2 separate regions of the Rattus norvegicus genome follow, and region 1 is linked to region 2. Evidence: chromatin contacts called from public Hi-C data. All regions are on one chromosome and are shown on one strand. The core of a region is the stretch at or near the end of the contact, and the rest is flanking DNA. Distances in the headings are between cores, read along the strand shown.

Region 1 (6,808 bases), core at 1,704-4,203, 290 kb after region 2:
ACGTGGATGTGAGCCCAGCACTTGGAAAGTAGGGGCATGTTTGATTAGGGAGCTGGAGGCCAACCTGAGCCACATCAAACAGTCTCAGCCAAACAAGGAAACAAACGAAAATAAGAGGAAAATTAAGAGTAAAAAGTGTATCCTAGCACCCACAGGAAAAGAGCTCACAAGGGCCTATAACTTCTGGTATCCAAGGGCCCCTGTCCATGTCCATGTATCCTCAGAGAAAAGCACAAGTAGATATAAAAACACCTCAGAAGACATACCGATGAAAGCCAGAAGAGACAGTACATGCCTGTAATCCCAGAATTTAGAGGCTCAAGCCCAGCCTGGGCTATACAGTGTACAGGGCATCAGAGGAGGAAAAAGGTGTAGGTCAGGTACTGAGGTCATAACATACTCAGGTCAACACAACTACAGTGATATTTACTAGTAATCTCCACACACCAAGAGGCTGAGGTGGAAAATGGAGAATTCAAGGGCAACCTGGGGTTACTTATAAAATTAAAACCCAAACAGGGAAAGTCTCTAGAAGCAGCCGGAAGCCACTGGTTGTAGCATATAAGTGCAAGAGACTTGGAAGCTGTTGCAGAAGTCTAAAACATGACTACAAGGTCCTGGGCTATGGCAGCAGTGTTGAAGATGAAGATATCTGACAGGGTCAAGAGATATTTAATATCTGAAGCCGATGCAACACTTGGAGGGACGCTTGGTGTGGAGCCAGTAAGACCATCTTCAGGGATGGACTATGTACCTGCCTGCCTGTACTGGGTTCAATCCCCAGTACCAAAACCGAAAATCAAACACAGACCAAAGTCTCCAACTTTTCATACAGCAACTTCAATACTCTTATCATAAAGGTGCCCAACGGAATGACAGCCACAGGAAAACACAGTGGAAATACAGAGCAGGGCAGATTACACTTAAGAGCCATTCAGAGGGCAACAATGACCTTTCCACAACATTCCACAAGATTTAGAAAATACTACAGTACTTGTAATCAAGTTCTGTGTTTTCCTGTACAATAAAGAGGTGTGATACCTTAGGATCACACTTAAGGAACGAAACGCGACAACGATATATCCAATCTGTATTGCATTTAAAACCACGTCATTCCTACAGCAAGACCAGGGTACTGGGATATTTCTCACAAATGGAGATTCTGGCTGGGCAAGTGGCACAGGCACACTCCAAAGGATGAGGCAGGAGGACTTCCATGAGACCAGATCAGGTTAGAGATCTGCCTCAAAGTAAAGGATAAGGAATTCTGGGGGTCGGTCATTGGAACTTTACCCTGTAAGTCCCAAACCTTTAACTACGGGGAGCTTTTCCTTCGAATGTATCTACACATTTGCACTTTCAGCCAGTCCAGAACTGAATCTTGGCTGGGCTAATCTGTTATTAGTCTCAACTGTTGACTGCAGTATTCTGAACTTCAATTACTAGCACTTGGTGAAGGGACATAGGACCCTTTTTCTCTTTTTAGAGACAGAGCTGTCTTCCAGGTGACAGAATGACAGGTAAGCTGCTTATACACACACACCCCTTGAAAACCACCCTAGATTGCTAGGTATGGATCTAGCTTCTCTCCACCTGCACTACACTCAGACCATCATCAGGCCAGGCATGCATTCTACTACTGAGCTATAATATCCCAAGCCCATGTTTTACTCTTTCGTGGGCTTGCACATCCCTGCTCCTCTTTATCAGACTGTGTGTTCACTGGCTATAATCTTAAGGTCTACCCAGTCCTTTTATCTACCGGGTTTAGTTTCACCCTGGGAAACTACCTGAGTAGTTAGAATTCTAGGTAAAATGAATCGGATCCTGTGGGAGCATTAGTACAGAAAACACATTCCACGGAGACTGGTGGCTCCGGCCAGTCATTAAGCGCACCGAAATCAGGGATTCGAATGGGAATTGGAGGTCCAGTAAAGCAAAAAAAAAAAAAAAAAAAAAAAAAAAAAAAGTAACCATGACAATTACAACTAAAATTTACTCAGCTTGCCTACAGCACTCTCGGCTCTCGTTCTGTATCAACTCATCTAAGTAGCTGAGCATTTCTAGCTAGCCCTGGTACAGGAACTAATAACAGAGCTGACGGGTTTTTAAGTCAACAGAGCAGGGGTAAAAAATGAAGCATTCTCTCGGATGTCAAGGGAGACGTGGAAACAGAATGAACTTCTGTGCGAAGGATCCAGCACTCCCCTACACACACCCCGGAAGTTTTGAAATATCCCGCAGGCTCCCACAGGCAGTGGCTTCTCTTCGCGACCGCTCTGAGGGCCCTCCGTGGGCAAGGGGACCTCTCGTGTCTGCAGGACCCGGGCTAGGTAGGCCACCAGCCGGGAGCCAGGCCGTCAATCACTGCCAGCGCTCGCAGCTGGGTCCACGCCGCCAGCGAGCCAGAGCCCGGCAGCGGGCAGGTGACGGGAGGTGGTGGCACCTGCGTCCGCGGCCCGAGTCCGCTGCTTCTGCTTGGCTGCCAGGCCCGGGGCCACGCGAGCCCTCGGCAGTGATTCTCCCGGACCGCCGTCCCGAGTGTGGCCGCGCGGCAGGCCTGGTCCCGCAAACTCCGCTCCCCTCCCGGCCCTGCTCGCCACGCGCCACTCACCGAAGAAGCCTTGCACGATCCCGAGCGGGTGGCTCAGCCAGTCTTCTCCACAGGGCATGGCGCTGAGGGCTGGGGCCAGCGCGGCCCGCGCGGCGCTTCTCTGCCGGGCGAGCGCGCTCGGAGCCCGGCTTCTCCTCGGGGGCTCAGCCGCTCCTCGTCCGCGCCCTCCCACGCGCCGGGCGTCGCGAGCCACGGGCCTCCGCGCGTCTCAAGGAGAGGTGGTTGCGGCGACGGTGACGAGTGTCTCAGAGCTGCTGTCCAGCGACCGGAGGAGGGGAGATCGTCCCAGCCTCCACTTCTCACAATGGCGGGAAATCGCGGCCACCGACCGCGCTACCAGAGACCTGGGTGGAGCTCAAGAAGGAGGGGCGGCGGGAGCGTGCTGCGCACTCCCGGAGGGGAGGGAGTGGGCGGGGCGGGCGGCCATTTTGGAGACGGGTAGAGATAGGGCAATCCCGGGGCCGCCATCTTGGAGACGGGCAGAGGAAGGCTACTGTGCTTGAGTATAGTGGTCACCGTGTTCGCGCGTTGGAGGCAAACTCCATCAGGGTGCCTCATTGGCTCAAAGTTTGAGACCTTGCACACGGACCAAAAGCCACAAGTTCAGCCAACCTCAAGAGTCATCTCTGAGCAAAATTAGGGGTTGAAACGCCATTCGGTGTCTGATCATCGGATCTCTTTGTGACTCTGGTGGTAGAACTCTTCTAAGGTGCCCTGCACAAAATCCTGTAAAAGAACTTGCCCCCAGCTCAGTGAGTTCTTCCTGAACGATTTAATCAAGGAGGCTTTGTAGCCTTGTGGGCTTCTCAATATGGCCAAGGAGCTGGCAAGCACTCAGAACTTTCTCCTAGCCCAGCCTTTAGTTTCTAACCTCAAAAACACCCAGAGCCCTTCTGCTTCCAACCTGACAACTAGGGAGCTATGGCAAGATACCTGTACAGCATACAGATCAGAATACTCTTACAGGGCGACGCAGAAGGGCAGCTCCACTGTAACCTGTAGTCTAGAGAACTTAGGAACTGTCAAGTTTTCATAAAGAAGACATTTTCCCTGTGTATGGGATGTACCTCAGAAAACCCTGGTTTCACCATCTATACCTACTTGGCTTTAAAAAGGTAGCGGTGATCTGAATAGCATCTAGATAGCTGAAGAATAAGAACTTCTCAGTGGCAGAGCACTTGCCTGGTATGCCAGAGGCACCTGGATTTAATCCCTAGCAAGGGATAAAAGAGGGAGAGATGGCAATAGATGAACAGAGGCAGCTTTGACTGAACCCAGGAATCTCTAGGGCAGAAGGGAAAGGGTACCAAACCTGCCCCTCTGCCTTTCTTGGTCCCCTGGAATGAACTTATCTTTAAATTATAGCATTTGGGATATAGGCAAGGAAGGTCAGGAGTTCACAGACAGCCTTGGCCACATACCCAATTTGAGGCCAGCCTGAGCTACATAGGACCCTGTCTCAAAAGCAAACAAACAAATAAATAAATATTAAGAGCCAAGCAGTGGTGGCACACACCTTTAATCCTAGGACGCAGGAGGCAGAGGCAGGTGAATCTGAGTTTGATGCCAGCCTGGTCTATAGAGTGAGTTTTAGGACAGCCAGGGCTACACAGAGATACCCTGTCTTGAAAAAAAAAATTAAGTTCATGAACATGTGTGCCACAAGTTTATGAACAACTGGGAAAAAGTAATTTAATATCTTAGAATTCGAGGTTATACAGCAATCATCCACAAAGAACAATAACATTGTAGAGAAATGACAGAAGAAGGTAGTTCTTAGTTCCCAAAGGCAACAAGTTGCAGGAAATCAAAACATGAGAGTTTCATGGTTAACATAGTATATAAAATCTTATATAAGTTCTTCCAGGTGATTAGCTTCTGTCTTTTCTGGTAGAAAGGGAGGGAGGAAGCCTTGAAACCCTATATCCTGCTTTTGTACAAACAGTGGGAAGGCAGGAGATTTTCTTATATGTGGTTCTGTTCAGTTGCCTTCGCTCAAGATAATCTTTATGCCAAAGTAGCATGATTTGGAATGACACCCTGGTTTGCTTTGGGATGAAAGAGGTAATTTGGACTTGGCATTTCAATCTGACTTTACGTCTGGCTTTGTGAGTTGAGAAAGCTAACAAGGCTAGGACAATGTAGTTGTTTCAATGAGAATAGTCCCCATAGGCTCAAATGTTTGAATACTTGATTCCCAGTTGGTAGAACTGTTCAGGAAGGATTAAAAGGTGTGGCTTGTTGGGGGGGGGGGAGATGTGTCATGGCGGCAGACTTAGCTTCAGAAACCTCCCACCACTCCCAGTGTGCACTCTCTGCCTTCTGTTTTCAGATCATGAGATGTCAGCTGTTCTGTCACCAGGCCTTTGCCCTGCCATCATAGACTCTAACCCTGTAAAATCATAAACCCAATTAAAATCTTTGTAAGTTTTCTTGTCATAGTATTGTATCACAACAGAAGAAAAGTAACTATGAGAGATGGTATTTCCACTTTATTCATCCATTCTTTCAGTAGAGAAAGTAGCCATGTTCTTGGAATTGAATGAGGGAAATTTCGTATTTTAGCTCTGTGCCTTATAATATACAAATTAAATCTATGTGCTGAGATTCTATCTATCTATCTATCTATCTATCTATCTATCTATCTATCTATCATCTATCCCAGGTTTCCTTGGAACTGACTATGTAGCCCAGGCTGAGCTACATCTCCAGTGCCCATCAATGGATCCTTAATTGAGAAGAGTGTAGTCATGAAGGGACCTGATTAGAAGAAGGTCACTCAGAGCATCCCCTTAAAAGGTATATCTCATTCTGTGCCCTTTTCTGTCCTTTTTCTCTTCTTGATAATTAGGTTTTTTTCTTCCTGTTGTGGTCTAAAATAAAAAAAATCATTTTTGATGTTAATTATGCAAAGTGATTGTTTTGGAATTCAGGTTTTTCTGAGGTAATCATGTATAAGGGGAGTCATCAGGAAATAGATCCCTGTGCTTATGAATTTTGTTTGTTTGTTTTTTGTTTTGTAGAGACAGGGTTTCTTATTGTATAGCTCTGGCTGTCCTGGAGCCCACTCTGTAGACCAGGCTCAAACTCACAGAGATCTGCCTGCCTCTGCCATGTGCTGGGATTAAAGACGTGTGACAGCACAGCAGGGCTGGACCTCTGGGATCCCTGCACTCAGGAGGCTTGAGGTACTAGTTTTCAGGCTTCAGTTTTAGTTTTCCTTTTCAGGGAATCTTTTTATTAGGGTTTTTTATTTTTTATTTTTTGCTAATGATCTGATGAAGAGCTACATGCTCCCTCTCCTAGAATGTTTAGATCTCTGTCCTCTGAAGTCAGTATTCTAGGAAGCACATTTAAGGAAAGCTTGCAGTTTATTATTACTTTGTTTAGTTGATTGTTTTGCCAGATTGTAAACTCCCGAAGGGAAGGATTTCGGGTCTGTTTCATACATCACTCTCTGGTATACGGTTCTCAGCCTTGCTTATTTATAATAAAGACAAGATAATTTTCCTGACCAACTTCTAGTCTAGCATGGTTCCTAGCAGTTTAAGGCCATGTTATATGACTCACCAGTAGTGTCCCCACTACTACCCCCGGTACCCCTTGGTTCCGTAAAAATGCGTGTCAAAGGAAATTCAACCCTGCAAGAATTTACTGTTTTTATTCAAGCCAAAACCTGGTAGTAGGCAGATAGGTCCTTGAACCCTAGATTAGAGGAGTTCCTCTAGAATGTTGCAATTATACATCTTTTCTCTGCCCCTTTGAAACATAAATCGTCTACCACTTAGAATTGCTTACCAAAGACACTTTTTGTTGATGCATACATTGAAGGAGATAGTAGCCTGGCGTGGCCGAACACTCACTCCCTTTTAAGCACCTGGGAAGAAGAGGCAGTCAGACCTCTTGAGAGTTCTAGGCAACTTAATGGAACCTAGCTCAAATAAAAAAAAAATCCAGCCAATAGAAATTTCTTACTCCCAATTCTTATTACTGCTTGTCATAAAGATTTAAGAATTGCTGTGTGTGGTGGTATTAATCTCAGAACTGGTAGAACTGGCAGGAGGATAAAGGCCAGTCTGGACCGCATAGCGAGATCCTGCCTCGCAAGCAAGCAAATCAACCAACCAACCAAAAACATACCCCATGAGAAACTCAAGTGCGTCCGGAACAACTCAGAATCTGCGATTTCGAGCG
Region 2 (7,284 bases), core at 676-3,175:
CGTTAATGAGCCATGAGAATTTACCAATTACCCAGCGGCTATTATGACGCAATGGTGACATTTCAGGTATTTAGATACAATGTAACTGCCGCCCTCCTTGAACAGCTACTTCTAGGCCTTAAGTCCAGCTTCCCCAGATGCTTCCATCACAGTACTCACGGCTAAATACAAAATACCAAGCCTTGGCTTAAACAATCGCTGAAGAACAAATTTCAAATTTTGTCTCAATTATCTTTTTTCTGAGGAAGGCAGAAATGGAAAAATCACACACACACACACACACACACACACACACACACACACACACACACGCAAAGATTTTTTTCATTCAGGGGTATGGTACGTTTAGGATGTTTTCAAGTTCCCCAAACCAGATGTTAAGAGAAATAAAAATGTAAAGTATAAACAATGCTTAAAAAAAAGTATCAACGCTGAATAAAGATATGGACCTTCTTTAATAAACATATTCCTGCTACGAACGAAGCTCTGAGAAGCTTAGAGGTTCTCAACGTCTATCTACCGTCTTGCATTCCCCAAAAAGTACTTTCCCCATCAGCCGACCCAGCCAAGTGGACTCTGATCATCATATCAATCAATACTAGGCAGAGGGAGGCAAGAGAGACAAAGCAGCAAGCTGACTCTGTGTAGTTACTCCAGGCAGGAGTAGTAGGCCTGAAGAGGCTGGGAAAACCCAAGGTGCTCACTTTAAACAATGAATTGGAAATTACTCAGATGCAGGGGGGAAAAAAAAGACTGCCACACTATTTGGAAAGGAATACAGACGCTGAGTCATCACTCTGCATTGGGGAAAAGAAGGAAACGCCAATTAAGCGGTTGGAAGATGCGATTCATTCATTAGATTGGGCTTCAGGTGAAACCCGACAGCTAAACCGCGAAAAATAGCACTCAAAAGACACGCATCAAATAGCGGGAGCAGACATCCTTTTATCGAACTCTGATGGTCCGGACGCACAAACGGATTTAGGAAGCGGCATCACTAACTGAGTGAAAGGAGTTTAACTGGTTGTCAGTTTGGCGCAGTGAGCGCTCAAAGTAAACTTCGTTATCCAAGGGACAGAGGTGGTGCACGGCAGCAAAAGGCAATCACTTTGGCACTTCAAAAGCAGCAGGCGCTAGGCGGGTGTTTCTGACAGCGTGGGGCACGTGGGGCAGAAAGAGACAAGGGGTTCCTCTGGTTAAAGAGTGGTAGGCTGGGGAGAAGGACTCGGACCGACTGAGACTGAGGACGTGGACTGCTGAGGACGTGGACTGAGGCTGAGTGTTCACGCCAAAGGATGCAGCAGCAGTCCCACCCCCGCCAAGCCCTGCCCCCGTGGGGACCCATAGCTCCTGGCTCAGCCCGGAGCCCCCCAAAAACAGGGAGAATAGGAGCTCTCCCGTGCCTGACAGCCTCAGCCGTGCACAAGCCCAGCCAAGAGTGTGCAAAAAAGGGGTCGGGAGGAAAAGGTCGAGACAAGCCCTAGACCCTAGGAAGTGACTGTATTTGGGGGGGAAGGGAGGGTTTCCTTCTCTGGGAAGGGGGACAGATGAGGAATGCACTTCACAGCCGCGCCACCGCGAGGCCCGGCTCTCCGCTTCTAGTCCCGGTCTCCGGCTCTCCCTCCCTTAGCATCCCGCAGTGCCCGGGCCACTCGGTGCCTGGCACTCCGGGTCTCGGGTACTCACAGAGTCCGGGGCTGTCCGTCGTCTTCCATCATGGTGGGTGCGACGGAGTGATCCCGGGACAAGGGGGAGGGCAGGGCTGGGGAGGGGAGGGGGCGGGAAGGAAGGGGAGGGGGACTCCGGGCGCCGGCTGGGGACAGAGGAAAAGGTACTGAACCCGGCTCTTGGGCTCGCTCCCCCCAGCCCGCTCCGGACACTGCGCTCCAACCAGGAGGAGCAGGAGGAGGAGGAGGATGAACAAAATGGCCGCCACCACCAGCCAGGCAGGAAACGCGGCAGGGCGCAGGCGCAGCCCGCCAGGTCACTGCTCAGGCCAGCTGCGACGGCCTGTCCGGCAAAAGTGGCTGAAGAGACAGAAAGCCTGGCCAAAGAGTACACCCTACGACTGGACACAACGGACCACGTAGTCGCTGTGGTTCTGCTGGCCGGCGAAGCCCTAACCAGCTCCAAGACAGATCCAAAACAGAGAAAAGCCGCGAAATCAAGTCTCTGGGAATTGCGGTCCCGGGAAAGTGGGGGAAGCCCTTCTCCAGTGGCCTTCTGGGAACTGTAGTTCAAGGAAGACCCAGAGCTTGCCGGAGCGCGAAGGAGAGGTTTCTGGGTAGTGTAGTCGTACGTGAGGACGTGCCGCGACAAAGTAGTCGGCGTGCCGGGAGAGAGCGAGGAATAAAAGGCGGGTGGTCGAAATGAGAGAGGAGCTGTCCGGGAAGTAAACTACAAATCCCAGAGTGCCTCGCGCCGGGGCCCGCCCCAGGATCGCTCCTAGCATCTTAAGGCTTTTCTGTTGGTCCAGTGTGAGCTTCTGCTCCGCCTCCGTCCAGCCCCAGAGCGGTTTCTTCAACTGCGGATCAGGCGGTGTGCTGGCTCCGCGTGGTTCTCCAGCTAGTCGGCCTCGTCCGCCTCTGCCCTCAGAACTGCTGGTCCGTGTTCAACAACCGACGCCTCACGCGACGGGCAGGAGAGAAGCAACTCTGAACCCTGAGGGATGTGGCGGACATCGGGCTACACCGAAGCCAGCCTGGTCTTTGAGCACGTGTTCCGACCAGATAGGCCTTTCTAGACTATACCGCTTGTAACTTGCTTTACAAGTTCCACAAGGATCTCTACCCATTATCTCATCGAATTAGTGGGTAAAGCGGCAAAAGAGCAGCCCCTCATGCAAATGACTTGCGCCTCCACCGCTCTTTCAAATCCCTAGTTAAAACTAAAATATTCGCGTGGTGGCGCACAGTACTGCTGAGCAGGAGGATAATGGATTTAAGGCCAGCCTTGAAATAGATAAGATCTTATCAAAAACTAATAATCAGTGAAAACAGCAAAGAGGCTCAAGGACCAGATCTGGTGCTAAAACATAGCCTGGAGTTAGGTAGTGAGGGACATGGATTGCTAGTATTGAGTTGCTAAAGCAAGAGAGGAGACAGAAATCATGACAATCTACTGGAAGCTGAGCGGTAATGCTCACTGTTAATGACAGGAGGCAGAGACAGGCAGATCTCCGAGTTTGAGGCCAGCCTGGTCTACAGAGTGAGATCCAAGGGATGGAGTGTTAGACATAGGTATAAAACTACATTAGTCATAACCATAACTCTTCATTGGCCCATGCCTAGCCCAATGTACATTTGTTACTATGGCAACAAATTATAAATTTAAACCAACATGCATTATCTTAACAGTCCTAGAGATCAGAAAGGCACATTCAGCCAGGCATACGGTACATGTCTGCAAATCCAGCTCTCAAGAAGTGGATCAGGGGGTTGGGGATTTAGCTCAGTGGTAGAGCGCTTGCCTAGGAAGCGCAAGGCCCTGGGTTCGGTCCCCAGCTCCGGAAAAAAAAAAAAAAAAAGAAGTGGATCAGATGGGTGTCTCCTGAGAGGTTCTGCCAGACCCCTACTGATACAGATGAGGATGCTTGCAGCTAACCATTGAACTGAACAAGGGGACCCCAGTGGAGGAGTTGAGAAACGACTGAAGGAGCTGAAGGGGTTTGCAACACCAAAGGAAGAAGAACAATATTAACCAACCAGACCCCACTTCCCAGGGACTAAAACACCAACCAAAGAGTACACATGGAGCAACCCATGGCTCCAGCCACATATGTAGAAGAGGATGGCATTGTCCAGCACCAATGGGAGGAAAAGCCCTTGGGCCTATGAAGGCTGGTTTCCCCAATGTAGGGGAATGCCAGGGCGTTGAGGTGGGAGTGGGTGGGTGAGAGTGGGAGCATCCTCATAGAAGCAGAGGGAGGGTGTATGGGAAAGGAGTGGGGGAAGGGGATAACATTTGAAATGTAAATACATAAAATATCCAAGAAAAATAAAATTAAAAAAAGTAGATCAGGCTTTTCAAGGCCAGCCTGAGCTACCTAAGACCTTTTCTTAAAAAGAAGGTTAGAAAGGGACCAAAGAGATAGCTCAGTGTCTTGCTCTTCCAGAGGACCTGGGTTCAATCCCCAGCACTTGCATGGCAACTTACAACTGTCTGTAAACTCATTTCCAAGGAATCTCATACATTGCACATAAGATTAAATTAATTAAATTAAATTAATTTTTTAAAAAAGGATTGGGGTGAGAGACTAGGCTAAAGTCAAGGTGTTAACGGAACTCTTCTGCTTTGGTTGGTTTTGCCTCATTTTGATTTCTGGATGTAGCCTACATTATTAGACTCTGCACCTTTCTCCGCCTACACAGGCGACTTTTTTGGCCTATTCTTTCATCTCTTTCTGACTAATCTACCTTTTCACTTATTCTTTGTGACTACTTTGGTGATTTCTAGATTTTTAACATGCAAAAAGCCCCACCTCCCATATTAAAACAGTCTCGTTCTGGGGATCTTCAATGCTATTCAATGTACATAATTTAATGACTTTTTAAAATACTATAGTATATTAATTTATCCCAGTCTTCCTTCACTTTAGGTACATGACCCTAATTCTGTCTTTACCAATTCTTGTTCTCTTACTAAGTTTTGTTCTACATATGCATGCTCCTTCACAGTGCGAGCATATTCAAGTCACCTTTTACATTCTCCTTCATCACTTAAGTGGGCTTAAGGTTACCACTGCCCCTACATCCACCACAACCCTTGTCTTCCATGATGAACTCTACCCTCAAATTGGACAGAATCCCCTCTTCCTTTTGTTGCATTTATTGGATATTTTGTCCCAGGAACAACAATTTAAAAAGTAACTACAATACCAACCTACATACAGAGTTGTCGCTGAGAACAAAAATAATTCAGTTTTCTGTGGTAGAGAAGCAGCCCGCTACCAACTTAGGCACATACCTTGTTTTGTTTTGTTTTTTTCCAAAGATTTCTTTTTATTTCATGTGTATGAGTGTAAGCTTTCATGTATGTACACCACATGTGTGGCTGATGCCCCTAGAGGTCAGACAAGGTTGTGGGAGTCCCTAAAACTGGAGTTAAGAGTGGTGGTGAGCTGCCCGTGACTGCTGAGAACCAACCCAGAAGCCTCTGCAAGAGCAAATGTGCTCTCGGCCGTCTCCCTCCCATGTCCCCAGTCGCCTAGTGTTATCCCTGCACTCGGTCTCACTGAAGGAGAGCAAAGCCTGGTGGCCAAGAGAGAGTTCTGGGGTAGCTTGTAGATCTGCTTAGCTGCATACTGAACCCTACATGAATTTATAGGTACAGTGGGAAATTGGCGGCTGCTTTTCCATGAACCTAGGAAGGAAAGAAAATCTACACAAGTGAAACAAAAGGATCAGAAAAGAAATAAAACAAGTGTGTGTGTGTGTGTGTGTGTGTGAGAGAGAGAGACAGAGACAGAGAGACAGAGATAGAGACAGAGAGAAAAAAAAGAGAGAAAAGCCAAGCTCAGCCTCAGCCATACAGTTCCCTGGCAGGGATGGGGAGTCAAAATAAAAGCCAAAAGATAAGTCAAATGAAACTCAGGCAATCCTATACCCAGAACAAGCCCAGAACCCTTATAAGCCTTAAATCCAGGTTTGACACAACAGTAATTGCCCTAGCAGAAAATTCAGCAGCAGAGAGAATCTCATTTTGTCACACTATATGACTCAGAGGACAGTAGCCAGAAGCAATCTGAAGGGAGAATCTATTTTTAAAAACCGCTACCTGGGGACCTGAAACCAGGGAGCATCCACAGAGCCTCAACTTAACCTGTTAGTGCCCCAAGATAGAGGGAGGTCCAGATAAGCAGCTGTGGAGAGCAGGCGAGCATGTCACTGACAAACCGAAGGATTCGGGTATGCTGTTCTCTGGCTGGGAAAATCATGGAGAAATTATGTGGATATGAGACCCCTGGGTGGATCAAATTCTAGAGTCACCCACCTGATACTACTGTTAATACTTAAGAATACTGAAGTTCCAAGGGGTGTTTGTGATACCCACAGCTGGATCCCTCCGCCCTCCAGCAAGGTGATTAGTATTCAGGAGGTCTTGAAAGGATAAAGACAGGGCCTCTAGCTGTCCCAGTCTCAGTGCTGTGGCTGCTGCTCAAACCCCCACTGCACTTAAGAGACACCCTTCAACGAAAACACTAGTCATCCCAGCAGTGTGATGTGGAGACTCAGGACAGAGGGAGAAAACCTGCCCAACCCACAGAATGTAAAACTTGACCAGCAGACACCCCTGTTACACAAAAAGGGAAAACAGCAGACACTTAATCATTAGCCATTCAGCAGCATCATAAACCACAGGAAAGGCCAGAGTCTCAGTTCAACTTACCTCCCTACTCTGTACACAGTCTTTTTTTTTTTCCTGAACTTATTTTTTTAGAGGTTTAAAATTTTGGGTATGTGTATGAGTAAGTGCACATGAATGGCAGTGCCTGCAGAGGCCAGAAGCATGAGCTACCCCCGAAGCTGGAGGCAGTTGTGAGTTGCCCAACAATGTGGGTGCTAATACCGAAACTCAGGTCCTCTGCAAGAGCATTATGTGCTCTTTAATCACTTAACCTGGTCTCCAATATTGGAGGACCTGGAAAGAGGCCACTCTAATGCCTCATCCTCCCAGGAAGAGCCTTTTGTTCCCCCACCTAAGCCCTCCTTGTCACTTAGCCTCCCTGAGTCGGTGGACTGTAGCATAACTATCCTCTACAGCTAATATCCACTTATCGGTGAGTGCACAGCATGTTTTTTTCTACAACATATCATAGCCAACATGTCAGCAATGTTGGCTTGGGATAGCCCAGCTGGTAGAGCACTTGCCTGACTGACAAGTTCAGTCTCTAGCACAACAGAAGCTGGTTATGGCCATGTGCACCTCTGATTGCAGTACTTGGGAGGCGAAGAAGGACAGAAGATCAGATGTTGACGCTCTTTAGTAAGTACAAGGACCTTCAGGGCTATGTGAGAACCTGTCTCAGAAGACGAGCATACAAAGTAAATATTTAAAGCTGTAATGAAAGACATTAATTTACCCATAAAGGCAGAGGAACATCAGACCCCATCAGCAATCCTCAAGTCCAGGGGAGCACGGAATGGAATATTTCAGTTCTGATAGAAAATAATTGCCCATCAAGATTTCGGCAGCTAACAAAAGTACCTTTTAAACTTGGCAGGCATTTCAAGTCAAGCACAGGCTAATACACTACATACCCATCAAATCAGGGCTCAGAGACAC

Evidence for each region. Hi-C and Micro-C count contacts between places; a contact is called where the count stands out from the background.
Region 1: a Hi-C map of kidney shows a contact between it and region 2, with 2.8 times the contacts expected there. The contact joins the promoter of Mcmbp here to the promoter of Tial1 in region 2. A contact is called at or near these places in 1 of 12 Hi-C or Micro-C datasets (kidney) and 1 of 1 datasets of contacts at active chromatin or transcription factors (oligodendrocytes).

The regions. Positions count from the first base shown.
Region 1 is chr1:192,744,428-192,751,235 of GRCr8, forward strand. Mcmbp (minichromosome maintenance complex binding protein) reads right to left here and starts at 2,954. Exons shown (of 16, transcript NM_001039608.2): 1 at 2,615-2,954. The coding sequence starts at 2,672.
Region 2 is chr1:192,459,905-192,467,188 of GRCr8, forward strand. Tial1 (Tia1 cytotoxic granule-associated RNA binding protein-like 1) reads right to left here and starts at 1,926. Exons shown (of 12, transcript NM_001013193.1): 1 at 1,687-1,926. The coding sequence starts at 1,718.